6 separate regions of the Mus musculus genome follow, and all the other regions are linked to region 6. The links are chromatin contacts, called in public HiChIP or PLAC-seq and promoter capture Hi-C maps. All regions are on one chromosome and are shown on one strand. Each heading gives the region's core, a stretch centred on a gene start, on an enhancer-like site or on the middle of the called end of the contact. The rest is flanking DNA. Distances are from core to core; before and after follow the strand shown. Region 1 has its middle 22 kb from the start of Gm24471. Region 2 has its middle 72 kb from the start of Gm24471. Region 3 has its middle 48 kb from the start of Gm24471. Region 4 has its middle 82 kb from the start of Gm24471. Region 5 has its middle 4.8 kb from the start of Gm35493. Region 6 holds the start of Mrps27 (mitochondrial ribosomal protein S27).

Region 1 (4,791 bases), core at 1,228-3,727, 330 kb after region 6:
AACTCATCCTCCTCCTCTTCCCCCTCTCCTCCTCCTCCCCCCTCCTCTTCCCTCTTCTTCTTCCTCCCCCTCCCTCATTTCCTCCTTTTTTCCTCCTCTTGAGGCTCCTTAGAGTGTACAGAATGCACCTATCTACACTGATTGATGCTGTCCTTTGGCCTGGGCCCTGGCTGCAGCCTACAAGGCTCAGGGTGCACCATAGCCCTGTCCTCTGCATCGCTAGCTTTCCTCCCTTGGCCCAAGGTCTGCCTTTTTGGTCTCTCTAGAGAAATGTCTCCTTTTCTTGCCCATGAAAAGCCAAGTTGTGTGTCTGCAGGATTTTTACAACAATCCTAAACTAGCCACTTATATCATTATATGTCATAGACTCCTCCAGCCAGATATGTGCAGAGCTTCAAGGACTTCTGTGTGAAGAAGGTCATAATGGCGTACTGAACTTTTAGAAGTTTCATTTAACCAAATGGATGCACTTGTGTCAAAGCCTTCTCCCTTCATTCTGAGATGCAGACCTCCATCTCTCTGTAAATAGCGTTTCCGTTGATGGATAGTTTAGAGTGTCCTATACTGCTTATTTAGGGATATGCTTTGGTTTATTAATAGAATACTCTCAGTCACCTTGGACTATTCTTACTGACAAACTATAACACCATTTTTAAAAAGTCACACATAGCATCCTCAAGCTGTCTGCTTGATAACGATTTTGCTGCAGCAGAGCGAGTGAGGCCTTGGCTGGGGTTCAGCAGGTTGTGAGTGTCACCAGGTTGAGGAGGAGGTCTGGCTAAAGCACTTAAAAGAATCCTTCCCATACCTACTCATCATCGCTTAGGAAAATAAGTATTTTCCCAGTAACATGGCCGGTTTATGAGTTGTACTTAATTCTCTCTCTCTCTCTCTCTCTCTCTCTCTCTCTGTGTGTGTGTGTGTGTGTGTGTGTGTGTGTGTGTGTGTGTGCGCGCGAGTGAGGGGGAGGGAGTGTTAATGTTGCCATGGTAGCCCTCTTTAGTTCCAAACCTTTACCTTGTCGTTATGAACAATAATTAGATGTAATGCTTTATGGTGGTGAAGTACCTCGTAAGCTCCTGATAATTGTAAAGCAATTAACTCAGGCTCCCTAAGACACCGGTTGGTGTGATTAACCCCATGAGAAGATGCAGCCTCAAAGAAGGGGAGTCACGTGGAGAGAGCAATTCTGCTTTGTAGTGGCACAAAGATCTTCCAATCGGAACCTACACCATGTCCACCATAGGCCAGCCCCTGCCCTGAGGCAGGGTGCTCAGATGGTAGGGTGGGGTGGCAGAGGACTTGTCCTGAGACCCCTGAGAAAGAAGTAAGCAACACTAAAGCCCAGGCATCTAGTCCTTGGTGTGTTATTTTCCTGGGTATGAACATATAACTCCTATAGGAAAAAAATCAGCTTTTGGCTTGGAAAGGAACTGAGAAAGTCACAGGGGATACGGGAAGAGGAAAACAGGCTGCTTAGCTAGTGTGAGCTAAATTTTCTTGAAATCAATAATTTTGTCTTCCCAAAGCTGTGGCATTTGGGATTAGTTTTGAGCCTGCCAGCTTTCTAATTATTGTCCTATGAAATAAACAATGCATATGCTCGTAGGCACCTATAGAAAGCCAGGAAGAGGGTGCACAGCCTTGATGCAAAGTGCTATCAGTTATGTATACCTATATCTACAAGAAGGATGATTTTGTTATATTGTGTATTTTATAACTATTCATTTAACATTATACATATCTACATAGATAAATGATAGAAAGATGATAGATAACAGATGATAGATGTTTGTTTGTTTGTTTGTTTGTTTGTTTGAAGACAGTTTCTCAATGGTTCTGGCTGTCTTGGAAACTTGCTCTGTAGTCCAGGCTGGCCTCGAACTCACATAGATCTGCCTGCCTCTGCCTCCCAAGTGCTGGGAGTAAAGGCATGGGCCACCACGACCCAGCAATAAATTTTTCTTTTAATTGCAACTACGCCCCTTGAAGTGAATGGGTCATGCCCATTGGCTCTTTTGTGTCAATTGAAACTGTATGTCCATCTCCCAGCTCAGCTCTGGGAGGGCTTAGCAATAGATGGCAGGCTCAGCCAGGGCTCTGAAGGAAACCTGTCTGTGGGGACATTTGGGACCCCTGAGACCACCTTCACCAATGTTTTGCAAATGGGAAGACGGCCCAAGTCAGTCCCTGCCGAGCTGCAGTCTCCTGAACTCCTCCGCACAGCCAGATGAGCCCTGTTACCCTAAGAGCACACAGCTGCCCAGATGCTGTGCTGGGAATGGAGGAGTGAGCACGGTGAGTCCCGGATTCTGTTTTACTCCAACCAAGAAACTGTGTAGCATATTTGGAGAGACTGTTTGTACCAGAAAAACCAATTTGCTGTGATTAGTTCCATTCCATTGAGGAGACTTTCGCTCTCTATGCATTTGAGAAGCAGATTTGAGTCCCTTCTGGTGATTTCCCTCTGTGAGCAGAAGGCACTTCCCAAAACTTCTATTACAAACCAAATGCAAGCATGACTAGGGCTGCTTGGGTCTGCAAGATAGAGAGCCTGTGAGGCGTGGAAAGATGACGTGGCCCTTCAGTGTCTGCTGGAGTCCTGAGAGGATGGAGAGGAGCCAGGCATAGAAGGGAGACCTTGAGAGAAATGGGCAGGGCTCTCTCGTGTCCAGTGTCACTCACACGCATAGTTCTGTGGGTGACAAGGACTAATGCTGATTTATCTCTGATCCTTACAGTGTGTGAGGAGCTCAAGCCACCGCTGAGCTAGAGATGAAAGAGGAGCTGTGAACTGCAGGCACAGGGCCTAACCTCAAGCCAGAGAAACCCACAGGTCTTCTGGAGAGTTTTCAGAGAGCAAGACAAGAGTGGAGGAGAATGAAAGGCATCATGGGAAAGCACCAGAGAGGGGAGCAGCTCTGAGAACAGCCCTGGGAGAAGCAGGGTCCTGACAGACGTTTCCCTTCTTTCTGTCCCTATGCAGGAGCCAGCACATTCCATCTTTCTTTCATAAAGATCAGCACACATTGTCATACAGACATTCTGTTACCAAAGATGGACCACCAGTGACTTCTACACATTAGCTAAGGCCTTATGGATTGATCTACCGGTAAAGGGATATGAGAAGATGCTAAATCTTACCAGGGAGGGGAGTGGGGGTGTGTGTGAGGAGAAACTAGCCACTGTATCCATGCTTGATGTCTTTAGTTAATCAGAGAGGATTCTTGGTATGCCTGGTATGGATAGAAAAAGAAGATGGAAGTCTGGATTGCTAGCAGGCATCCCTCTCCATGTTTCTCATTTTCTGCCGTTCCCTTTCATCCCCTCCATCCTAACCCAAAGGAAGCCAGTGTAGGTGGTCACTGCAGGAGGCAGAACCGGGACTGGGAGGGAGCAGCCTACCCAGGTGTGAGCACAGGCTGCTGCAGGTGGGAACCTGTGGGTGTCACCCAACTGGTGCTTGTCAGCACGCTCTCTTTGCCTTGGAGAAGGCCAATAAGATCTGTTCTTCCCAGTGTTGCAGGCTCATGAGGCCTGGGTTCAAGTGGGAGCCACCGGGAGAGCAGGCGGCACCTCCTTTGTGTTCCTCACACGAATTTGTAAGACCTTGCATGTTTACTCCTGGCGCTGCATGCATGCAGTTTTCCTGATTAACACAGCAGGAGCCCTGTGCAAGAGAACATCAGAATTTATGGGAGCAGCTGCTCTGCCAGCAGCAATGGCTTCCCAGGGAGGCCACAGATTGAGGTGTTCAGATCCTGGAGAAGCAGAGACCCCTGACCACTTCAGTGAGGGTCAAGTGGAGACCAGAGACAGAGTCATCATTTCTACAGCGAGATGAACTGGAATTCATACAGTCAAGCATCCTAAGATCCTATAGTGATGGAGCTCACTCTGTGTGTATGTGTGTGTGTGTGTGTGTGTGTGTGTGTGTGTGTGTGTGTGTGTGTGTTGTAGTCATCCCTGGCTCACTGTGTGTGTGTTGGGAGGAGGGCAGCTGTGCTACAGTCTTCCCTGGCATTTTCTCATTTCATGCTTCAAATTATTTTGGTCAGTAAAAACCCCTTTTCACCAATGAGGTCGTCTTCAGACTCCAGTCCTAAAGTCCATCCTCACGTTCTCCGCCAGCCTCAGCCCACCTTCTCCCCCCACCTCACTCACTCTTGTCTTGGGACTGGGCCGTTGCCAGCGATTAATTAAAGCTTGGTAATTAGGGAAATGAATTGTTTACTATTGGCTGTCCATCATGAAGTTGGGCGTCTTCCGTTCACTGCACACAGAGCCTGACCCCAGTCACAGTTTACACTGTACAGCTTGCCATAACGGATTCACGGCATCTTCCTTGCAACATGGGGAGCATCCAGGGTGGCGGCTTTCTTTTATTCCCAGCAGCCAACACCATGTACTCAATGTTTATTGAGTGGCTGACTGAAAAAAAAAAACTTTTTAATAAAATACATGAAAGGGCAAACCTAGGTTTAGTGGCGTGTGCCTGTAATCCCTCCATATGGGAGGTGGAGTCAGGAGGATCAGGAGTACAAGGCTATCCTCAGCTACATTGTGAGTTCACGGCCAGCCTGGGCTACATGAGTCCTTGTCAAAGGGACAGTATCAACAGTGGGCTGCAGGAAATTGTGACAAAATCCCCTATGATGTACCTCTGACATCAAGGGAGATACCATTTCCAGGGACTGGAGATGGCTGGGAAAGCTGGATCCTACTTCCAGGCAGAGGACAGAAGCATCGTGGGAAATGTCTTGTATTAAAGACAAAAAAGAGCAAGTGAAA
Region 2 (4,773 bases), core at 1,886-4,385, 420 kb after region 6:
ACCCTCTAGGACTTGACTTCGTAACAGCCATCTCTTTCTTCCTGTGCTAAAAAGACTGGGCTCTCCCCGCAGCATCAATCCAGGAGTTTCTTCATACATTTGTCTGTTCATTGAGTCAGAGGTGCAGTGAGTCAGTTTTCACACCTCTCAGGCACGTTGCCCAGGGAGAGGGGTGGATATATTCTTAGCTGGAGCGCTCTTTGCTCAGGCTTATGTAAATCCCACGGAGGTAGGTGTCTCTAGACTGTGAAAAAGAGGAGACCAGGGTGAGAAGAGTTGGCAAGCGAAGGGGGCCCCTGAATAGTGAGCCAGTCTCCCTGTGGACCAGGCTCACTGCCTGAACATCTGAATAGAGCCACGGAGAATGTCTGCCTCCACTCGGAGTGGAGGAGGCGCAGGGATGTGGAATTCCTAGCCAGATTTCTTACCTTGGAGCTCCAGAACAGTTGGTTTGTGAGCTCCACATTTTCTTCTGACCCTGAAGCAAGGATTGTGGTCAAGTCAAGGAATGATAATGAAATCTGATTATGATGACACCCAAGCACTGAAAGAATAAGGTGGGGCTGGTGAGATGGCTCAGTGGGTAAGAGCACCCGACTGCTCTTCCGAAGGTCCAGAGTTCAAATCCCAGCAACCACATGGTGGCTCACAACCATCCGTAACGAGATCTGACTCCCTCTTCTGGTGTGTCTGAAGACAGCTACAATGTACTTACATATAATAATAAATAAATATTTAAAAAAAAAAAAAAAGAATAAGGTGGAGTGTTTCTTGCTGGCCACCACTTATAAATTTCTATAGAAAGACCATCATCATTGTCAACACACAATGCCAAGAAAAACAGTTATTTATTTCTTCAGTGCAAACAGGCCAACCGTTTTCACATTCTGAAAAGCCCCCTTCAGACTTCACATTTATCTCTGGGGCCCATCAACATTGGCCAACTCACGTCACTTCTCCATGTCCCTGTGGCCATCTTGAGTGAAAAGGTAGATCTAGAAGTTCTGGGCTTCAGAAGAAGACATTGATTCTCTGAGGGTCAAAGCTCTCCCTGGCCCACCCTTGCCTATGGCTTCAGAATCCTTTCTTCTCTAGCTGGCCCTGTCCATCAATGAGTGGAAATGTAAGGCTTCCTCAGAAAAGGTTGCAGCAATGTGCCACCTCTGGGCTTTAAGGCAGTTGGTGAATTATTTATAATGTCTTGAATGACAAAATAAATTCCCCCTCCCAGACGTCTAACCTGAATCCATAGATTCAGCATGTGCATCTGCTACAGTAATAAGAGGGCCTTTTAAGGTGGAATGCAGCTATCAATCCGTGCCTTAAAATGGAAAATTACCCTAGATTCTCTAATTATGAACATTTTTCAAAGCAGAGAACTTCCTCTAGTTAGAGGCCTGAGAGATTCGGCAGGAATGTAAAGTCAGAGGTTGGAAGCACGAGAGGGCGTTCATTGTTGTTGCGGGAGGGGCTACATGGAAAGCTTGACCTGGAAAGGGGAGACTTTAAGACCAAAGTCTTAGCAAGCCGAGAGTCTGCAGCCATCAAGAAACTGAAAAGGTCAGCTCAGGAACTTGGGGAAGGTCATGAAACACTTGCCCCTCTGAGGCTAATGATCATTTCTCAGAAAACAGGGCAGAACCAACCAGCTGGATGGAACACATTCCAGGACTCTGTGTTGTTCACCTTCAGACAATGGAAGTCCTTGTCACCTCATTCCCTAAAGACCAATCAGTTTAAAGGGTGCACTGTTTGGCCAATCATATTGTGCCTAGTTGCTGATGCTCTATTCTGCCCCTGGAAACCATATGAAAACTCACCGAAAGGGTGTTGGGGGGTGTCACCTCTCCTTCAGGTCTGGGATGACCCCAGTGCACTGGAACAATAAATTCCTCTTGCTTTTTGCATCGATTCCAGCTCCACGTGTTTCACTCCAAGGGGTCCCCGGTAAGCTAAGGCTCCCCAGAGTCTTACAAAACTAGGAACCCAAGTCACAAAGAAATAAACTCAGCCAAGAGCCTGGATTCTCTAAGAAACAGAGCAGCTCCAGAGCTCCCAGAAAGAAAATACTGCCTGCCCACATCAGAGAGACACCACAGAGGATCCGTCTATGATGCTGTGACCAGACTTCTGACTTACAGAACGGAGAGGAAATTACTTGGAGCTGGTTTAAATCACTAAATTTGTGGAGCAGCAAGAGAAAATGGATGCACAGATGTCCCTGACAACCGCATTCCATTAGCACGAGAAGCTCATCGTTCAGGGACATCTCTTGCATCTGGTCTCAGAATGGCAGAGTCTGGCCTGCAGAGGTGCACTGTTTCTGGTCCCTGGGCTCTGTTTCTCTTCCAGCAATCAGTATATTTGAAAAATAGAACAAAGCAAAGCCTGTAGGGAAAGAGGAAGAAAGGGAAAATAGGCAGGAAAGGCAGGGGAGGGACAGGTATGATGAAAGCGTTTCCGGTGTTGCATCGGCATCTGACCTTGACAAAACCCTCTTCAGAATGAAGAAGTCAGGCCTCTGCCTGGCCATATGGAAGAATAGGGGCCAGGAATGCCCTGGGATTATTTTAATCCATGCCCTGGGACCATTTTTAATCCAGCAATCGAAATATCTGTAGAGAACATCCTGTGAGCTGCCCCTTGGCTGTGAAATGCTAATGAGCCAAGCTGGCTGCCAAGCACTGTGCGAGGCCCAGGTGGTGCAGGAGAGGGCAGGCTCCAGGGGCTCCAGTGTCTCTCTCAATTCCACAGAGGAGAGGAGGCCCGAGCTTTAGATGCTTCCCCTCTCCTCTTACCCCCCCCCACTTCCTTCTCACTTCTCTTTCACATCCCAAAGTGCATCCTGAAAGCAACCCCTCCCTCTCTATCTCCCTTCAACCTTGTGACATAAGATTACACCATTAACTTTTATTCTGTATAAACAGAAAAAAGAATGAAGCCAGGATTTAAGGGTTCACCCAAAAGTCATTGTCCCCCAGTTCTGAAGTCCTCTTGGGTGTACACAGAGACATTTGCCTACCCCTCCCACCCAGCCTCCAACACCTTCTAGCAAGCTCCTGTTTCCAGCCCTGGCTCCAAGGCAGCAGACACTAGGAGAGCAGAGGCGACCACAGATGATCCACCCATCATGAAGAAACACTTTTTGTGGTTAACAGAGCCTTGGGCAACTACCAACCCCACCCTCGCAAGAGCCTATGGCTTCTCCCATCTTGTAAAATCATGATAATGAATAAATTCATTCTCCAGATGACACAAGTACCCAGCAGGGACCTGCACTTTCACTTTAAAAATGGAAGACTTGGGAATGGTAGATCCTGTCTGGGCTTCGGTGGGCGGCTTGTCCATGGACCTCACAGAGGAAACAGTAACGCAGTAGGGATTTGAGAGCTAAAGGAAGTTTGTTTTCCTAGTGGCTCCCCTGTCCATTTCATCCATCCACTTTGTAACCGGTACCGTGTCCGTAGATTGTTCACCCTGCTTTACTCTCTAAACTCTATCTCGGCACCAACTCTATCATCTGGAGAGTGCTATGTAAAGTATAGCCCTGGTTAAAGGGCCTCCCTCCTCACAATCAGCTAAAGGAGGAGAAAGCCACCCACTACCAAGTCTTCAGCAGTAGGCTAGAAGCAGAGGTATGAGCAACAGAAGGAATCAGAAAACTTTAACCTGGGCTCTGCCGTCCAGTCCCATCTGCAAAAAGCATACCCCTTAGCTTCAATTCGTCTTTCAGGATCCACTGAGTCCCATTTCTGCCCCACAGAGACACTGCCATCAGCCGTGCTGATCTCCAGGCTGGGCCTTCTGATGAAATTTTACTCCTGAGGCTGGAAAGAGGAGCCTCACCTAGCACAGGGTAAACCCTTTCCTTAATGAAATCACTTTTCATCGAGGATGCCATCTGCTGAAAATTACTATTGTGCAGAACACAGTCTGTGGCGCTGTTAATCCTGATTTCCCCCTTTCTTCCAAACCTCATTACATGCATGTGTAAGATTCTTCAAGAAGAAAATTTAACAATTGAGTTCCTGCCGCACCAAACACAATAGTATACTATTTACCACCACTGTGCCCAAAGCATAAGCAGCAGACATGAGGAATTCATCTGACCCTCATATCAAACCTCTGAGAAAGAGTCTCTTCTTGTCATCATCTTACACACAAGGACACGGAGGTAAGTGGTTACCCAGAGCCTTAGTTTTTATGTAACAAATCTCTGCTTCAAACCCTGAGCACAGGGGTTGGCTGAAATCTGAACCACTGTGCTCTCAAGACTCCCCGTAACACAGGCTGGATCAGTGCCACCACCGAGTGGATTTTAACACTTACTTAGTGTTCCCTGGGCTGTGAGAGTGCAGACAACAGGCTCCTTACCCTGGCTCTGTGCTCTTGTGCTCTGTGCTCTTGGGTGTTTACCAGCACAGAGGTCGGTCGACAGAGCAGGATAGGGAGAGGAGAGGTAGCCTGGTTCCAACACATTCCCTCATCACATTAAATGTAGACAAGGGAAATTTGACCTTTAAGATTTGTGACATGGTGCCAAAGACTGCATGTTTGGTTTGTGTTTTTTAAGTACTTTAAATCTTTAAAAAAAGAAAAAGAAAAGAAAGAAAGATTTGTCTTTCAAAATCCTTTTAGAAAATCAAAGGAAGATGAGGGTGCTATGAAATATTTTGTATCTAATTGAGAAGCTTCTCTCTCTCTGGTGGCCATAATGCAGTGACCATGATTCAGGGACAGTGCTATTGTCCATACCTGTATCATCAGCATTTG
Region 3 (4,538 bases), core at 174-2,673, 390 kb after region 6:
ATATTCCTACCCCCTTAACCCAAAACTATATAACCTTGAATCACTTCAAGTAAAGTTGATCTGCCTCCCCACAGCTAGTCCCGGGGTGTCTTCATTACTATACATGCTCACAGGACTTCTGGCACCCCCTCCTCCCATCCACGATCTCTGTTCCATTTGCCCGCATGGGCCAATATTGGCCAACAATGCCCCCCATGGGCAGGGAGGTCACACTCAATGAAAGAATGGGTGGAGAGGAGTGAGTGGATAGGACGATGCAAGTGAATATGCAAATAATTGAAAACTGGGTTGCAATTGGAGTCATTAAGGAAGTTGTCTGACCACTCCCAATTACTCCTGGAATGGAAATAATATTCATGCAAAATGGTCCCAGAGAACCTCAGCTAAACAAAATTCTGCATGCGACCAGGAGAGAGCATACTGCACGAACAGTAGGTATGTTCAGGTTGGTGTGAAAAATTCAGCAAATGGTGGCTTCTGGGTGAAGCTGTTTCTGTATTCATATTCAAAAAAGAAGCAGAAGGCCTAAGTTTTTAACCAACTCATACTCCAGACCAAGGAGCAGAATCTCTAACAAGAGTCGTCTAAAAATACCTAAGAACTTGCTTTGTTGGTGGTGGTTTAGTTGTTTGGTTGTTTGGTGGCTTAGGTTTTTTGAACTAGACTCTCATGTAACCCAAACTGGTCTACAACTGGCTGTGTTACCAAGGATGGATGAACTTGACCTGATTTTCCTGCTGTCTCCCAAGTGCTGATCAGGGGTACGGTGCCATGCCCAGCTTTAAGCAACCTATTTTGACAAGAACAAACAAAGCCATGATTAGTCAATATTTTGAGAAACAAAAAGGTGTTCAAAATTAAAAGTCAAGATCTCTGCTGAGACCTGGATGCTAAGGAAACTCACAAGCTGCAAACACAACCATGGGAATGACAGTCCAGATCCTACTGGCTCAGGCATTGTGCCTCCTCTTCCAGAACTTAACCTTGACTGTGACACACATCCCCATGCTTCCTCTTTCATCTCATCCTGATGACAGCCCTTGGAGGAAGGTGTGCGAGGGAGCCCAAGAGTTTTATCCCATAAGCAGATAAAGAAAATGAGTGGATACAAAGGAGGAGATCATGAACTGAGAAGCTGACGCCAGGTCCCTGTTCACTGCTCTAGCTTGGAGCAACTCAGAAAAGCTGCCAGAGGCAACCACTGGAGGCTAGAGGAAGAAGACAGACTCTGCAGCTCCCTACAGGGCTGAGTGTGAAAGCTCTCCCTCCTCTTTTCCTCTTCTGCTCATGACCAGTCATCTGCCCTGGGAAACTTCATTTCTAGAGCCATGAGGACCAGTCTTAGTATTAGGTCTTTCCATCTGCTGTTACCTGGGTCTGGAAGACTTTCCATGAGGAGTTGTGTCTAACTTCTGGCTTCTGTTCCAACACTAGCTCACAACACCCTCTGGCACACTTGTGATAAGTTGCCCAACACTTACCACCCACACTCTTTGCACACCACCTCCTCATTTTGTGTCTGAAGGATGAGTCAGAAAGGGAATACGTTGGGCTTCTGAAAATCTCACTTGCTATAGTGTTCAATGTTCCTCAAAAGCCCATGGCAGTCCCCAGCCCATGGCACCATTGGAAGGTAGTGGGGCCTGGCAAGAGGGTGCTCCATCACTGGGGCATGTGCTTAAAGGGGACTGCAGGACCTCAGTTTCTTCTTTTTTGTGCCATAAAGTAAAGAACTTTGCCACATGCTGCCCTCACCATCTGCTGCTTCACCCATGGCAGGTCCCGAAGGAAAGAGGCCAAACAACCATGAGTGAGTCTTCCCAGACTGTGGGCCAGAGCAAACCTGTTTCCTCTTTCTGAGCTGTTTGTTTTCTCCAGCCACAGAAAGCTAAGTCACCACACAGCTCTCACATTCTATCATCTGCAACTGGATATTTTCTTAGGATTTTATGTTTAAAGAAACTGACACTGATCTCTCTGCCGAGAGAGTCTTGCCTGACAGCAGTGGTGTGCCTCTGTATCACAAGGAAACCCTTTTCCAATCTCTATGGTTGTACGGTGCTCCTGTTGACACTGTGAGGACAGCAGCTGTAGTTGTGCTAGGAGCATTGGTTGCCCTCTCAGAAGCTGTTTTCTTCTTGCTTTATTTCAAAACAAACAAACAAACAAACAAACAAATAAACAAACAAGCTACCCTTCCAGATAATTAGAAACTCTGTAATAAACATAGGTGGTGAACTCAGAGACATAGGGCTGGTCAAGATGCTAAAAATAATTGCATCCCAAACCCTAACCAAGATGTCCTGTAGCGGTTTGCATATGCTTGGCCTATAGAAATTGGCACTATTAGGAGGTAAGGCATTATTGGAGGAGCTGTGGCCTTGTTAGAGGAGGTGTGTCACTGTGGGGGTGGAGTTTGAGGTCTCTATATTCAATCTCTGCCCAGTGAGGAAGTGAGCCTCCTCCTAGCTGCCTGTGGAAGCCAGTCTTCTCCTGGCTACCTTCAGATCAAGATATAGAACTCTTGGCTCTTCCAATACCATGTCTGCCTTCATGCTGCCTTGCTTCTTGCCATGATTAAATCTCATGCCATGAGTTAATGGACTAAATCTCTGAGACTATAAGCCAGAACCAATCAAACGTTTTCCTTTATAAGAGTTGCCTTGGTCATGGTATCTCCTCACAGCAATAAAACCCAAACTAAGACGCCTCTAAAGTTTGAGGCTCTCATGGGAGATGAAGCAGAAAGAAAATGTAAGTGCAGGAGGATAACAAACGGGGCTGTGAAACGGTGCTCTCCTGGGAACGACCTCACAGCATCGGTGGGGACTTGCAACGGGTCTCAATAAGTCTAGGCCCTATCATCAGAGAATCATGGATCAGAAAGGGGCTCATAGGGCCCTACTCTTCTCTGCTGAGCTATTAGAAACAGCTGGATTTTGAGGGTAATCACTGTCTTCAGTTCTGAAGGAGTCCATGAACCTACAGTGAATGTTTCCAAAGCTATGCTCACATAACTCAATGGGTCCCCGAACAAACAACAAAGCAAGGAGCAAATGTAGTAAAGGGACTTGTGGGGAGGAGCATGGATGATGGGGTGGAAGAGAGAGTGAGGGTGTGGGGAGGAGGATGGATGACGGCGTGGAAGAAAGAGTGAGGGTTACGGTAATCAGGATATCCTCTTTGAAACTATCAGAGAACAAACACAATAAGTGTTATTTAAACAATAGCTGGGTTCGAGTTTTTCTATGGGGTTTTTTATTTTGTTGTTTGTTTGTTTCTGGTTTCTTATGAAAAGGCTACCTTTTTCAACCCCTTTACTTCTAGAATAGTCATGTGACTATGTACCAGTCAATGGAATATGAATGGAGTAATGAACCCCCAAATTGTATCCTGAGAAGAAAGGGAGCAGGGGACGTATCCACATCCCCATCCTTTCCTCTCTTATCTTAATGTAAAGCCGAAGATGTGGTAATCCACCTTCGACCTTGCTGACCACCCCCCCAGACCTACAATAGAGCAGCAAGGTAGAAGGACCCCGGATTCCTAACACCAGACAGCTGCCAGTCCAACCCTAGACTATTCACCTCCAGATTGTTATATGAGAAAGAAATTAGATTCTCTCTTGCTTAAGCCATGATCATCTGATTCCCTGTAATAGCAGCCAACCTGTAACCTAATAGAATCTGAAATTACCATATTTATTTGTTTATTGTATATTGTTTTCTATTGCCCCCAGAATGCAAGTTCTAAAAGGGCAGGGACCTTGGTATACAACACAGATACAGCAAGCAATAAGAATGAATCAGACCATTCAGATTCGCTGCTGTGTGACTGGAGATACAAAAGCAGAAGTGAATTGTGTGTTTTCATTGACTGAGCTCCTGCCCAGGCTGTGCTTGCTCCCAGCCATTGCTCCCAGGTAGTAGGACCCCATCAATAGATCTCTAAGAACTCACTGCCTTGATCTTAAAGTAAAGTTTTCCTGGCTTTTTCTCAGTGCTTTGAACACTGAGCTAAGTTTGAGAATGCCTTTGAACCAACGCCAGAATTGAGAGTCTTCTGGGATGTCACATGGCATCTGGTCCTTCTTTAGGTCATCACCATGGTGCTCTGTTTCTCCCCTTTCATGGCGAAATATCCAAACATGAAAACCCAGATTATCAACTATGCAATCTGCCCAGAAAGGCACTCTGAGGGCTGACTTGGGGTGATGTATGACCCTGAGTTTAAAAAAAAAAAATCTACCTTGGTTTAGAGTTGTTGCCATCTGATAGAAATATATACTGGAGCGCTGTTATAATCTTAAATTTTATGGCTGCCACATCACATTTAAAAAGCAAATAAACAGAACTAGAAGATTTTATGTTAAATGAAATAAGCCAACCATGGAAAAGATAAACATTGCACTTCCTTATTCATATGTGGATACTAGAAAAAAAAAAAATCCTGACCTTTTGGAAGAAGAAAGTCAAATGGTGGCCACAGAAGGCAGGAAAGGGGTGGGGGAGGGGCAGAGGAAGACTACAGGATAACTA
Region 4 (4,687 bases), core at 546-3,045, 260 kb after region 6:
AAGTTCCAAATACTTACTGAACACCTGCTGTGTTCCAGACATCTTGACCAAGGCCAGGCATCAGTCTTGCTTTAGTAGAGCCAGGAGCCCAGCATGGGAGAAGGAGTCCTTGCCATCGGTTCACACCAATAGCTCAGGGATCACAGCCCGTGAGGAGCATGACCAGGAGGCCCAGGGACTCACAGAAGAGCAGTGTGATGGCTAATATTGATTGACAGCCAGATTAGACTGAGGGACACCTAGGAGGAGGTCAAACATGTTCCTGGGAGTGTCCTTAGATGGCTTAATTCAATGGTGGTTTAAAATTGGACTAGGTTGTTGGGAGATGGCAGAACAATGGAACAAGAGGTGGTTGGGATAGAGGTCACCAGGGCTATGTCCTTGGGGGCTGTGGCTTGTCTTAGATCGTTCACTGACCTTTGAGTCAGCTCTTCCTCCACAAACTCCACTGTCATGAGGGCCTGCCTCAGGCAATGGAGCGGCAAGTGGACTGCAACCACAGGCCAGGTAAATCTTCCTTTCTTTCTTTAAGCCATTCATTCACTTGGTCACAGTGACAATAAAAGCACAGGGTGATGTGCTAGTGTACAGTGATCAGCAAAGGCTGGTTGTTTAATTTCCAGCGAGGTTGCAAAAGTCAGTTGTTTGCAAAACTTAAATGGGCTTTACCACTAACTAAATTATGTTAAAGAACAAATATTTAGAAGTCATCCCTGCCTTGCTCTTCTTACAGTTTCTGCGGCAGAGAGTGGTTTTGTTCTTCTTATCTGTGTGGGTGACAGAAATCTAGAATGACAAATTCCTGTTTTCTCTCCCCAGCTCCGCTGGTCATCATGCTGCTAGCTCCGAGTTGGCCACAGTGATGTGCTTACAACACAGATAAGCAGCAAAGGTGGCTATGGATTAGAGCTATTTTTGTCCCAAAGAGATGAGGGTGAGGTGTTTTCGAGCATAGCACCACCTGGGGCCAATTAACAGGGAGCTGGGGTTAAGCTGGAAACAGGAGAACTGCACAGGAAGAGGAAGGAAGGCTGAGCAGAGCCCACCAGTCGTCTCCTCTCCTCATTCTGATCTTGCTATTGAAGCACAGCCATTGTTCGGTCATGGAAGCCACTGGCTCAACTATACAGTTACATATCCCAGCTTTCATGATGCTTAGTGTTGGAGCCACTGGGAAAGGTAGTTTGACACTCCCCTGCCCCCTCCCCACCCCACCCCCACACACAAGGGGTCGTAACCCACAGGTTGAGAACTACTGAATTAAGACATAAACATTGTCTTGAGGGGTGACTTTGAGTGTATCTAACATGAAGAGGGAGGAGTGAACAGAAGAACTAGTTTATGCTAGTGGAACAGGTTGATAGTGTTAACTCTCAAATCCACAGGTTTTGAGCTCTTGACATTCCCTGCTTTTTATAATCTGGTGGGAGGGGTCTTGCAGGGGCAGTATTGTGTCTCTAAGGTATCAGTCTACAGGTTATGCAGAAATGATGTGGGCTACAGAATAGAGCCAGGTGGGAACTGGCCAATCTGGTGCCGAAACGGAAGCCTTTCTTCCTGCCTTTCCCTATTCTAGTCTGTGAATAGCTTTCAAATCTTGCTTCCACATTCTCAGGTCCTGGGTAGAATAGCCAGCTCTCTCCTGCCTGCTGTGAAGCAGCTGTCTCAGGGAGAGGCCTTTTGAACTGAAGCACAATGAAAAACCCCTTTAGCTGGTCGCTGGCATTCTATGTACCCTGATTTCCTAGGAGAGATGCTCGTCTCTATAGAAACTGCAGCGTCACAGTGTTTCCGGACAGTAATGGCTTCTTGCAGAACAAGCCTCCTATTGGACATTCAGATCAGGAAGGAAGAGGACCCTGGAGCCATCTGTGGCTTTACATGTCTCCTCACCTTCTTTCTTCTCTTCCCTTCTGTCTCTTTCCCTCCCTCTCTTCTCTCTCCTCCCTCTGCACAGCCAACAGGAAACAATCCCAGCTATGCAGAAGCCGTCTGTGTTGTCTTTTTACTTTCTTTCATGAGGCAAGGTCAGGTTTTGTTACCCCCATCTCCACCCCTACCCCTGCACCTCCACATCTGTACCTCCCAGCCTGCACCCCACACACCTATATCCCTATGCTCTGCTCTCATGCAGAAAGTACAGAAGGGACTCACTCCTCTGAACTCCCTAAAATTCATGCTGCTTACGAAGACTCAAGGCTTGCTCAGGCCGGCCTTCCTCAAGCCCCTCAGGTCCCCTAAGAGAACTTTATGAGGGGCTTGGGGGCTCAGGAACTCTCACTGTTAGAGACTCTTACTTATTGTCTTCCTCTTAGAGGTCAGTTCAAGGTCATACACAAGAGAAGAGTCTCTCCTCCTCTTCCTCTTCCTCCTCTTCCTCCTTCTCTGAAACAGATAGTCTCTGCCTTATAAATAGCTTGGATCATGGCATTTCTGACAGGAGCCCTTAGAGTGTTTATCAGGGCCCAGTATACTAGGCTACTATGACTTCTGATTGCTCCTGTCAGGCACGTGCTTTCCAGAGAACACTAGAAAATGAAATGGCTTTCAGTACTCTGCCCCCACCTCCACCCCCACCCCCTTGCAGGCTTCACTCTGCAACTGAAGAAATTGGAAGGCTTTGGATAATCTGTGGGCTCAGAAGTGAAGAAAGAAATTGTGTCGTGGGACTAGGTATGTTCAAGGAGACTCCTGTCTGTGTGGTGTTTGTGCCCATGTCCCTGTGTGACAGCCACTGGCTGGTAGTAGCTTCCACAGCCAGGCTCAGGACACGGTCACCAGCACACTCCTTAAGCATGCCAAACCCTTGTCTCACAGTGTTCTTGTACAGCTGAGCCATTCCTCCGGTGTCTGGTTCCTCCTACTTGGTACACAGCCAGGCTTTTGTCTCCTTGTAACTTCAGGCTGGCGACAAGCACAGTGACTCCAGATCACCTCAGGCCTCTGGGTGAGGGTGCCAGCGCCACAGATGGAAGGAGCCTCTGCCTCTAATAAGTCACAGGTCCCATAAGGCCAAGTCCCCTGGCTGCTCTTTCTTTTGAGGGGAATCACAGCCTAGTCATGATTGTCAATTGGTCCAAATCAACTTTAGTGCCAGGTAGCCCTTTCATATTATTTTCATGAAATATTACTTCAGGGTATTAATGGAGTGTTTAACTTAGAAGGGATTGTTAGGATTGGGCACCGAAAGATATCTGGGCGGGTCTGGACCAATACCACATATGCATACCACAGATGTAGCATAAGAGGTTTATTGGGAGTGGGGGGAGCAAAAGTTCATCTTGGAGTGGGAACATGAGAGAGAGAGAGAGAGAGGGAGGGAGAGAGAGAGAGAGAGAGAGAGAGAGAGAGAGAGAGAGATTTGTCAACTATGTCTGTGACCCCACCCCCATATCTTTAGTACCTTCATGCTCTGTCTAACTGTTATCTTTTTTCTTTTTGCTTGGACAGCTGCATGCTACCTATGAGTTAGAAAAATGTTTTCAAAAGTAAACTGTTGTGACTATGTGTCTTATATTCTAATAGAAAATTCGACTTTCGGTTAATACATGGACGACTCTTGAACTGGCGATTCTCACAGATAGCAAGAACCCATGCCTATGTTCTTTGAGTATGTCCAGAAAGAAACTCAGTCACAGAGAGGGACCTTTAAGGCCCAGTAAACAGTGAACAGCAGGCTCATCTTGGTTTGGTATGTCACACACTAAGTAGTTTGAAGCAAGAGGCTGTAGCTCACTACTGTCAGAGCAACCCACCCACAGGACAATTTTAGGTCAATCAGACCTTCCAAGGTTCTGCCCTAAAAGTGCCTAATTCTGGAACCCTTTAATATAGTTCCTTATGTTGTAGTAGCCCCTAAGCATAAAAATTTTTGTTGTTGCTATTTTGTAACAGTAATTGCACTACTGTTATGAATCTGTCAGGACCCATGGGTTGAGAGCCTTTGCTCTAGGGAGAAATGGAAGCACAAACCCTTCTAAACTGATACCCTTCCAGCCCCATTTCTTCCTTCTTGTCAGAGTTACAGGAGTCAGGGTGGCTCAGTCAGCGCTGGTGTCTGTCAGTCTGCACCTGTCCATTCCTGTGGGCAGAACATCTGTCTGCCCGTGAAGAGCAGGCCCGCATTGTCTCAAATAAAAGGGATCCTAGACGAGATCGATGAGAAATGGAGGATACTGCATCAAGCAGCAGCGTTTCCTTGCTGGAGACTCACTCTGATCTTTTGAGGGTTTCCCAGTTGCCAGTCCTACAAACTCCAAGAGTTCTGTGGCTTCCGTGAGCACAGCAAGGAGCTTGTCAGCTTAAGCTCATCCAAAAAGCAGCACCCCGGTTTCCCTAAAGTAGAAACCTTTATCTGACTTGGCGGCGGAGGTGGAGTACGCCCCGTAGCTTCACTCTGTACCCCAGGCTTGTTTTGCTAAAATGTTCTGTTATTAAAATGCCATTAACAGTGTTCCCGGGTTTTTGCAAGCGTAGGGACCTGATGCACGCCATGAATCAGAAGCAGAGACAGGCTGTACCCGTTTTCTGGGACTGCAACATAGCTCGTTGAGCTACAAACCCAAGTTAAAAAAAAAATAGAAGTCAACTGTTTTCACCGGAATAAACCTACTTAATAATAAGACAGAGGCATTAAAGTAGTCTATGAAAGTAGAATTCTGCATAAAGGGCAGGATGCATACTTCTT
Region 5 (4,306 bases), core at 289-2,788, 280 kb before region 6:
TTCCCCTAGGTTTTCTAACTCCAGGGTTGTCTCCCTTTGTGATCTCTTTATTGTTTCTATTTCTTTTTTTAGGTCTTGGATGGTTTTGTTCATTTCCTTCACTTGTTTGATTATGTTTTCCTGTAATTCTTTAAGGGTTTTTAGCTGTTTACCTGTGTTCTCCTGTATTTCTTTAAGGGAGTTATTTATGTCCTTTTTAAAGTCCTCTATCACCATCATGAGAAGTGATTTTAGATCTGAATCTTACTTTTCTGGTGTGATGGTGTATCCAGGACTTGCTATGGTGAGAGAATTGGGATCTGATGATGCCAAGTAACCTTGGTTTCTGTTGCTTATGTTTTTTTTTTGTTGTTGTTGTTGTTATTGTTTTTGTTTTGTTTTGTTTTGTTTTGTTTTTTGCTTATGTTCTTATGCTTGCCTCCTGCCATCTGATTATCTCTAGTGTTACCTGTCCTCGATATATCTGACTGGAGCCTGTCCTTCCTGTGATCCTGGTTGTGTCAGAACTCCTCAGAGTTCAGTTGTCTCTGGGATCCTGTGATTCTGAGATTCTGGGTGTGTCAGAGCTCCTGGGAGTCAAGCTGCCTCTGTGACCCTGAGATCCTGGTGTGATCAAGCTCCTGGGATCCTGGGATCCTGGGATCTTGGGATCCTGTGATCCTGTGGTCCTGTGGTCCTGGACATGGTAGAGCACCTGGGAGTGGAGCTTCTTCTGGGTGTTGTGGGACTGGCTATGGAGTTCGAGCCCAAGGTCTGCTCAGGGCACCAGCTCAGACTGGAAGCAACCTGTACCACTGGTCAGGTGGAGTTCTTGGGTGCCTGGATCCCGCTGGTACCAGTTACTCCCAGTGTTTGGGCAGATGTTGTGTCCTCCTCACCACTGATCCTATGATCCTGGGCATGTTAGAGCACTTGTGAATGGAGCTTCCTCTGGGTTTTGTGGGACTGGCTGCAGAGTTCGAGCTCAAGGTCTTCACAGGGCACCGGCCCAGACAGGAAGCTGAAATATCAATTCTGACTTGGCCAGTTACTCTACATTTCTCAAAGTACACCCAGTGCTGGGTGGGCTGGGGTTGGATCTCTGCTGTCACAGAGCCCAAGAACTAGAGTGTCATTGAGGATTTGGTGGCAGCAGCCTTCTAAGAGACAAAATGTGTCATAGGCATTTTGTGGCCTGTCCGCCCCAAATCCATTTTCTCCTCTCTAGAGGGCCATGTGTTCCTAATTATCCTTACTGTTAGGCGTCACCAGTGGGTGTTATTGAAAGCCACCAAGTAGGGCTTTTTGGAAAATAATTTAAAACTGGGCTGACTGCTGGAAAACACATCCACTTGCCTCTTTGTTCTTTCTTTTGATTCTGGCTAGAGTGGAGTTAGTCACTTGTTGGAATTTTGGTAGCTATCATGGATTGTGAGGCAGTTTAGAGGCTAAAGCCTCTTGCTGAGGAAGGCAGGGCAGGCAGACATAAGGCAAAGCAGGCTTCTGGTGACTGTGGCACTTCCTATTAACTTGGGATCGGTATGGCTATGACTAATGTTTAATCTTGATTGTCAACTTGACCAGGTTTAGGAGCAGCTTGGAGACAGCTCCAGGAGTATCTGTAGTGTATTGTCCAGAGATGTTTAACTGAGGTAGGAAGACCCACCCTGGATGTGGGTGGCACCATTCCACTGACTGCAAGCCCAGAATGAATAAAAAGAAGAAAGAGAGATGAACACTAGCATTTACCTCTCTCTGCTCCCTGACCAGTGGCCTCTGGCTCTGTCCACCATGATACAAGGTACCTTTAAACTGCCAGCCAAAACAAACCCCACCTTCCTTAAGTTGATATTGTCAGGTACTTATCACAGCATCCAGAAAATCAATACAATATGGGTGAGAAGGATACAGTGAGCTTCTCCTTTAAGGCCTTTTTGGTTATATTTTCTGTCCTCTGTCAACCCTGAGCCTAACTTACACATATGGACTCATACACTTTTATTGCTGTGAAGAGACACCATGACCAAGGCAACACCCATAAAGGAAAGCATTTAATTGGGGCTGGCTTACAGTTTCAAAGGTTCAGTCCATTATCACCATGGCAGGAACCATGGCAGCATCCAGGCAGGCATGGTGCTAGAGGAGCTGAGAGTTCTACAGTTTGATCTGCAGGCAGCAAGGAGGAGACTAGAATTCCACACTTGGTGAAGCTTGAGTGTAGGATACCCCAAAGCCCGCCCCGCCCCCACAGTGAAGTACTTCTTCTAACAAAGCCAAACCTCCTACACTCTGTGGGCCAAGGATTCAAACAGGTGAGTCTGTGGGGGCCACATCTATGCAGACCACCACTGACTGCAACCATGGGAACCAGCCTATACATTCACATCTTCCAGAAGGAAGGGGCACAGTTGTTGTTGCCCTGGCTCCTGCTCTCTGAGATTTACAACTCTTGGATCATTAAGAAGACTATTTTCACTCCTTTCTTTATCTCTCCATTCAATATGGAGATAAGCCAGAAGTTCAAGAAAATAGATCCTCCTTTCTTTCATCCTTACTGTCTCAGTCTGATTTCTGTGCTACAACAAAAGACCAGAGACTTGGTACTTTGTCGAGAAAAGAGGTGCATGTAACTACAAATTGGGAAGCCAAGAAGTCTAAGATTTGGGGGGTCCCATCTTGTTGAAGCCCCCTTAGCTTCATTACAACATATAGAGAGATGGAAAAGGAACTAGCCACACACTAAAGGAAAATCATGGTGGAGGAGTTGAGCTCTCAGAACTTGCTCCTGAGAGCAAACTGGTTTCCTGTGGAATTCACACTGATGCCTTATGAAGGCCCTGCCTTCAAGGACCTAGTTTCATCCCCCTTAGACTGCAGTAAAGGTTCTGCCACCTCCCAACTCTTCTGTACTGAGGAACAGAGTTTCAGGGCATGAATCCCGGGGGACTCATTCAAACCATACTCCAAAATAGATGGTATTATTTGAAACAAAAGGACCTTAATTGATTTTTTTTTTTTTACTATTGTGTTTACTGTAATACTGGGGATGAAAGCAAAAAAAAAAAAAAAAAAAAAAAAAATCAATTGTGGGTTCTGGGATCTGAACTCAGGTCCTCAAGCGTTCTAGTCCAGTTGCTGTGATAAAACCCAAAAGCAAGCCGGAGAGGAGTGATTTATTTTATCTTACAGGTTGTGGTCCAGGGGAAGCCAAGGCAGACACTGGAAGCAGTAACCATGGAAGAAGGCTGGTTATTGCCTTGCTCCCTCCCCCTGGCTTGCTCAGTTACCTCTCTTATATAGCTCATGCCCATCTGCAGCAGGGGCCTGGGCCATCCTACATCAACTAGCAATTAAGAAAACACTAATAGACACACCTACAGGCCAATGTGATGGAGGCAATTTTTTTCATCGGAGTTTTCAGATGTGTCAAGCTGACAACAAAACTAACTAGGACGTCAGGCTTAGACAGGAAATGCACTTGCACACTTGTGTGACCTCTCCGGGCCCAGGTCTGCTGTACCTACCAGAGATGCTTACACATGGCCCATGGGATGCTTCTTGAGTCTCCAGTTCTGATTTCTAGCCTCCTGAGAAGCAACTTCTCCCATCTCTACTCTCCCTCAGCAACTGTCCTTCCCCCTCATGAAGCATACAGCGGAGTCTCAGGGCACCTCCTGAGACAGGAGATGGGTAAGGATCAGATGTGTCCGCGTCTTCTGTGGGCTTCATACGGGGGACCCTGTTGGTCCCTCCTCTCCCCTGTCATTTTGAAAAGTCCATAACATATCAAATGAGGAGGCTCAGCATTTTCTGTGCTTTCTCTCCTGGTGGGCGTTTTAAGTGGATTGCATGGGAGGGAATGACTCACGTGTGGGTCGGTAATGAAGTTTTGGAAATGAATACCTACGGAAGGATAGAGAAACTGCACGCCCGGCAGCCCTTGAGCATGCTGAGAGCTTATGCGCTGATTCTAGGGAATTACAAGAGCTCTCAATTTAGACTGATTAAAGAAGCAGGGCAGGAAAATATAATATAAAATACATGGCATAGTAATTTGCTTTTTTAAAGGCTCTGCCTCTCCTTTGCCTCCTCTGTGACAGCCGCATACCCGGATGGATGGGCATGCTCAGACATTGCGTTAGCAACACACAACAAGCTACTTCTCTCATCTCTCTGGGATCCCAAGGTGGAGTTCTGGCATAATGACTTAGGTAACGCATTTTTAACAGTAGTCCTTCAGATCTGAAGAGTGCTTTGCCTCCAGTGCATAGGCTGAAATCACTGGCCAGCGTTATGTGCTTTCTCAAAGGCTCTATGGGACCAAGCA
Region 6 (4,580 bases), core at 1,777-4,276:
TTTTAGACTGCATCTGGGAACAGGTCCACAGCTATCACAGATTCATGAAGACCATGGCAATTAGACATAACAGCAGGGAGTACTTCCTATGCAAACCTCAGATAGGCCCAAAATACCCAAGATCAAAAGGCAAGCCTGGGGCCTGGAGATGGCTGAGCTGTTGAGAGCACTTGTTACTGTTGTAGAGGGCACACAGTCAGGGTCTACATGGCAGCTAACCACTCTCTGGAACTCCAGAGGACTCAGTGCACTCTTTTGGCCTTAGCACTGCAAACACATAGTACATACATGCAAGCAAAACGCCCACAGACTGCCTCCTTGACTGCTAGGGCTTGACCCTGAAAAGCAGTGAGAAGGAACAGGACGGGAGGGATGGAGGCATGAAGTGTCAGTCAGTCTCTCAGTGGGATCTGGCTGGGAACTGGCGGTGGCAAGAGGAAGGAGTGTTGGGTGTGTATCAGAGGGTCACAAGGCAAGCTGCATAGGCAGGAACGTGAGAGAAAGGTTTAGAAGTGGAGGTAGGGAGATGATGGTAAGAGTGGGCAGGGTGTGATGTTCATATGTGAAACTGTCTTAGGTCAATAGTAACCAATGAGGTCTTTTAAAAACGAATCAACAAAAGCCAGAGGAAGTCTTAGATATGCTTATCAAGGAGTTTGAAGTCTTCAACCTGCAGGACAGAGGGAATGAACACAAGATTGCTAAGATATGACAGGGACTAAAGCCAAAGAACTGGTGTCCTCATGTTTTTAGTGCTTTTTACATGTTTTAAATATTTTGATTTTATGCAGGCATGCATGTCTGCACAAAGGTTTGTGCACATTTATGCCTGCAAAGACCAGAAGAGGGCAACGGAGGAGTTGAAGCTAGACCATTATAGGCAGTTCTAAGTCACCCAATGTGAGTGCTAGGAACCGAACTCAGGCTCTCTGGAATAGCAGCAAGCACTTTTAACTCCTTAAGTATCTCTCAAAAGTAGGAGGGAAAAAAAAAAACCAGTATAATGACCCTCATCTGGCAATCAGTCTTAACAGGTGCCAAGTTTGCTAATTTTGATTCTTCTGTGTAGCCTAAATACAGTGAGCTTTTCAAAGTAAATCCTAGATTCTAAAGTGTGAAAAATCCAAATGTACTACCACACCATGGTCTTACTGACCTACAAGTATATCACAGGTCTACGGTATACTTAATCAACATTTGAAAGCCTGGACTCTTGAACTATGTAGTCTATTCCAATCTGCTGCCTTTCCAAGTCTATCTCTATCGATCTCCCAATTGATGCTGATGATGGTCCTCAAATCATATTCTGAGCAGCAGAGATCTAGATGACTGGCCACAGGGCTAATATCACTATTTTCGTGGGGTTCCTAGGGGCAGGGCTAAAGGAAGAGCCATGGACTTGAAGTACCAGAGTCTGAGAGAAAGGGTTGATGAGGAAACTAATGGTCACTCTGTCTTTTTTCTCTCTATGAGATAGGTCTTGAAAGAGTGAATAGAGACAAAGGAGAAATATGAATGACAGACGATTAAAGAATTAATAAAACAGATATTACCTTTGGTGCCAGGTAGGTTATATGCAATAGCTATCTTCTTATGTTGAAATTCCTTTAACTTCACAATGTTATCTGTGAGTAGGTATCTTTTAGCTAAAAAGTAGAAAAAGAAAATAAAGTCATTTTGATTGCTCTCCCCCTCCCCCGCAGCAAATAAGAGCATGGTTGCCTCTAAAGGATCCATCCAGAGAGGTACAAATACTATATATCCCTGGTGAGAAGCAAACATCTCCAGTCAAGTATTGAATGCAAGTCTTACATTTGAAAGAGGTAGGGATTGATGGAGTGTGAAGACTGGTTGACAAGATGAGCTATGAAGAACAAATGGGCATTTGCTATCTAGTTGGGGGCTAGCAATGCAGACACCTACACACACACACACACACACTGCAGACACCTACACACACACACACACACACACACACACACACTTTTGCTTGGTTTATTTTGGGAGAAACATGAAATATTGGGAAAAGCTATATCATGACTTCCAGTTTTGAAACTTCGGCACTGAAGATAGCCTTTCAGATCTGGACTCAGTAACCCTAGATCAGAAATCACTGACCACAGATCAGCAAGTCTGGAATGTACCCTTCTGCATCGTTGGCTGTGCATGAGATAAAAACAGATGAACCGTGCACTGAGATCTGACACAGTAAGGTAGTAACAAAAATAGTTGTTTATGAAAAGGCAGTCCTGTGACGCTGTCAGATCTGGGTCTTTAGTTCAAATACAGCATCTGCCAGCTCCCTGTGACCTTGGGCGAGTGACAACCTTGTCTACTTCCTATTCTGTAAATGAAGAAGGGTACCTCTGTCACTGGATGCTATGTGTGTGTGTGCGCGCCCACATTATAATAATTTTATTATCAATAGCAGTCACGCCTTCAGAAAGGCGGTAAGGAATAATTTGGGGGATGAGGACGCCTGCCTCGAGTCTTTGAGAATGTAAGCAGCACAGCTTGGGTTCCCATCTCTTAAACTCCGCACCAAAACCTTGCAGAAAAGGACACCCGACGACTGAGGTATGTTCTCGAAGAGCAACTTGGACCTTTGCAAGTGCAGTCCCTAGCTGCCCTTTGCTTTCCAGGCACAGAGCAGAGGGGTTCACAGTCCGGAAGCAAACCGGGCTGCTCACGCGTGCAGCAAAAGGGAAAGGGCGCACGAGCCTCCTCCAAAAAGAGAGGCCGCGGTGGGCTCACGCTCCCTTCTCTTCCACCCTCCCTCCTTCCAGGCGTGCGGCCGCTCGTACCTCCGAGAGTGCAGCGGCAGCAGGCGGAGCCTGAGCCCGTCACCCCGGGATGCAGCGAAGGACGCGGCACCCGCAGGCGTTCCAGGGGCCGAAACACTGTAGCCATGTTGTTCCGGGCCGGGCTGCACCATCTGCGGGACCCGGGCAGGGGGGACCTCTGAGGTGGTAGGACCACTTCCGGCGGAGGCGGGCTCTGTGCCTGTCCCCCCACGCCCGCCTTCCACTTGGTGCGCTCCAAGATGGCGGCTCCCATGGTGCGGTGTGGGATGCTCCTGGCTCGGCGACTAGACGCGTCTCGCCTTTGCCTCGCAGGTTGGTGGCTGCTGCCTTGGAGCTGCAGCTCCATTTAGGCCTCCCAGCACGCTGTTTATTGAAGGAAGGGGGTGATGGGCTTCCAGGAAGCGCATAAGTGCGTCTGGGATCCGGTTGCTAGAGAAGCCGTTTAGGGTATTGGTAACCCAGAAAGGAAAAATAATCCCTCTTCTTTAAGGCTAGTACCCGCCATTCCAAACTTTTGAAAAGTAGGGGAAGGCTGTAGCATGAGGTTCTGCGTATGTCTTGCAAGTTTAATGTATTAAATTAGTAGACTTCTTGGTGATCATGAAAAACCCAAATATGTTCACTCCGTGGGCTAGAACAGTTTTCTTCCCCTGAGATTTCTTTGGAGGGTCATCAGGCAAAAGTTTTCCCTCACTGCCTTGTACTTGATGACCCGAACCCTTGGTCTTCATCTCCTGAAAGAATTTTTCAACACTAGCCTCACTTTACCTGGTGACCTTGGCCACAACTTCTGCCTGACATTTCTTTTTTTTTTTTTTTTTCCACCAGTAGGTAAACAAGCAGAGCGATTTGATGGCTTGAGTTGAATCACATAATCACTCAAAGCCTTTTTAGGGTACCTAATGGTGAAAATACGTTTTGAAGTTTTTGCAAAACCCGAGTTTGTAGTGCTTACAATCTCGTAATCCTTGAAGATGTGCCAGATAACAGAAGTAAAATGAACTAACCACACTTGGATGTTTGCAATGCTGCTTGTTTTCAATCAGACTCCCTTAACACCAGTCACAAAAAGAGAAGCAATGCTCACTTGCTCTCACTCCTGTAAGTGTACAGCCATTTAAAAACTCCACAGTTGTCCTCAAGAGTTTTCTAAAGATAAAGTGTTTGAACTACCTGGCAAGAACACTTCATATCACACATTTGACAAATTGATACGAACAATATTTGGCACTAAGAGTGCTTTGTAGAGCTATTTGGCATATTTAATTGTGATTGGTAGTAAATTCTTTGAAGTTTCATAAGACCCACACTAGTAGATACAGGAGAGTAAGTTGGTTGCTTATAATGGCTGGGGCAACTATTGTAACAAAGGAATGGAAACTACACAGAGCAACTTGAGAGAACCTTTACTTTGGCAGTTTATACTCTGAAGCTATCCCAACTTGGTAGTTGCTAGTACTTGTAGCTATTTAAATTTAAGTTGAAGATAAATAAGATTAAAAACTAAGTTTCTTCACGGCAGTTAGTGTTTTATGTGGTCAGTACATCCATGTAGCTGATGTCTTTTGTCTTGGACAATTTAAAATGTAACATTTTTATTTCTACAGAAGTTTTTTGGACACTGCATTAGACCACAGATGGAGGCTATAGGAAGGCAATATAAGTACATCAGTGTATAAATACCCTAATTCAAGTACTCAGCTTGTACAAATTCATGACAGATGAGTCAGTATATGCAACACTTTAAGACTTCTACATAGTCTACTTAAAATAGGA

What was found. Promoter capture Hi-C pulls out the DNA fragments that hold promoters and counts their contacts. HiChIP or PLAC-seq counts read pairs in DNA pulled down with a chosen protein or histone mark.
Region 1: a promoter capture Hi-C map of hippocampal neurons shows a contact between it and region 6, with 3 times the contacts expected there. The contact joins the enhancer-like site here to the promoter of Mrps27 in region 6. A contact is called at or near these places in 3 of 39 promoter capture datasets (the C10 cell line, hippocampal neurons and stem cell-derived epiblast-like cells) and 1 of 9 other capture datasets (pancreatic islet).
Region 2: a contact with region 6 is called in a promoter capture Hi-C map of hippocampal neurons, with 4 times the contacts expected there. The contact joins the enhancer-like site here to the promoter of Mrps27 in region 6. A contact is called at or near these places in 4 of 39 promoter capture datasets (cranial neural crest, embryonic stem cells, hippocampal neurons and 1 more), 1 of 15 datasets of contacts at CTCF or cohesin (embryonic stem cells), 4 of 484 Hi-C or Micro-C datasets (cerebellar granule neurons, cerebral cortex, embryonic fibroblasts and 1 more), 3 of 115 datasets of contacts at active chromatin or transcription factors (astrocytes, embryonic stem cells and fibro-adipogenic progenitors) and 1 of 9 other capture datasets (embryonic stem cells).
Region 3: a contact with region 6 is called in a promoter capture Hi-C map of hippocampal neurons, with 4 times the contacts expected there. The contact joins the enhancer-like site here to the promoter of Mrps27 in region 6. A contact is called at or near these places in 9 of 39 promoter capture datasets (the 3T3-L1 cell line, the C10 cell line, cranial neural crest and 6 more), 1 of 15 datasets of contacts at CTCF or cohesin (embryonic stem cells), 4 of 484 Hi-C or Micro-C datasets (cerebellar granule neurons, embryonic fibroblasts, myocytes and 1 more), 2 of 115 datasets of contacts at active chromatin or transcription factors (craniofacial prominence and embryonic stem cells) and 1 of 9 other capture datasets (adipose tissue).
Region 4: a promoter capture Hi-C map of hippocampal neurons shows a contact between it and region 6, with 2.6 times the contacts expected there. The contact joins the enhancer-like site here to the promoter of Mrps27 in region 6. A contact is called at or near these places in 4 of 39 promoter capture datasets (cranial neural crest, embryonic stem cells, hippocampal neurons and 1 more), 1 of 484 Hi-C or Micro-C datasets (myocytes), 4 of 115 datasets of contacts at active chromatin or transcription factors (embryonic stem cells, large pre-B cells and pancreatic cancer cells) and 1 of 9 other capture datasets (pancreatic islet).
Region 5: a contact with region 6 is called in a FOXA1 HiChIP or PLAC-seq map of pancreatic cancer cells. The contact joins the enhancer-like site here to the promoter of Mrps27 in region 6. A contact is called at or near these places in 3 of 39 promoter capture datasets (the 3T3-L1 cell line, the C10 cell line and hippocampal neurons), 1 of 15 datasets of contacts at CTCF or cohesin (the NIH/3T3 cell line) and 2 of 115 datasets of contacts at active chromatin or transcription factors (embryonic stem cells and pancreatic cancer cells).

What each region holds. Positions count from the first base shown.
Region 1 is chr13:99,667,709-99,672,499 of GRCm38.p6, forward strand. No RefSeq gene overlaps it. Among named protein-coding and RNA genes, the nearest start is that of Gm24471, 22 kb to the right of the region's middle. Within about 2 kb of position 2,478, at least 3 of the 459 cell types and tissues checked have an H3K27ac peak or open chromatin away from gene starts, as enhancers often do. A contact at or near this core is called in hippocampal neurons, where this site is marked.
Region 2 is chr13:99,761,831-99,766,603 of GRCm38.p6, forward strand. No RefSeq gene overlaps it. Among named protein-coding and RNA genes, the nearest start is that of Gm24471, 72 kb to the left of the region's middle. Within about 2 kb of position 3,136, at least 29 of the 459 cell types and tissues checked have an H3K27ac peak or open chromatin away from gene starts, as enhancers often do.
Region 3 is chr13:99,738,113-99,742,650 of GRCm38.p6, forward strand. No RefSeq gene overlaps it. Among named protein-coding and RNA genes, the nearest start is that of Gm24471, 48 kb to the left of the region's middle. Within about 2 kb of position 1,424, at least 2 of the 459 cell types and tissues checked have an H3K27ac peak or open chromatin away from gene starts, as enhancers often do. A contact at or near this core is called in hippocampal neurons, where this site is marked.
Region 4 is chr13:99,607,841-99,612,527 of GRCm38.p6, forward strand. No RefSeq gene overlaps it. Among named protein-coding and RNA genes, the nearest start is that of Gm24471, 82 kb to the right of the region's middle. Within about 2 kb of position 1,796, at least 43 of the 459 cell types and tissues checked have an H3K27ac peak or open chromatin away from gene starts, as enhancers often do. A contact at or near this core is called in embryonic stem cells and hippocampal neurons, where this site is marked.
Region 5 is chr13:99,066,118-99,070,423 of GRCm38.p6, forward strand. No RefSeq gene overlaps it. Among named protein-coding and RNA genes, the nearest start is that of Gm35493, 4.8 kb to the right of the region's middle. Within about 2 kb of position 1,539, at least 13 of the 459 cell types and tissues checked have an H3K27ac peak or open chromatin away from gene starts, as enhancers often do. A contact at or near this core is called in pancreatic cancer cells, where this site is marked.
Region 6 is chr13:99,341,760-99,346,339 of GRCm38.p6, forward strand. Mrps27 (mitochondrial ribosomal protein S27) reads left to right here and starts at 3,027. Exons shown (of 11, transcript NM_173757.3): 1 at 3,027-3,116. The coding sequence starts at 3,044. It overlaps Ptcd2 (pentatricopeptide repeat domain 2), which reads right to left and starts at 2,919. Exons shown (of 10, transcript NM_026873.2): 1 at 2,805-2,919; 2 at 1,554-1,646. The coding sequence starts at 2,910.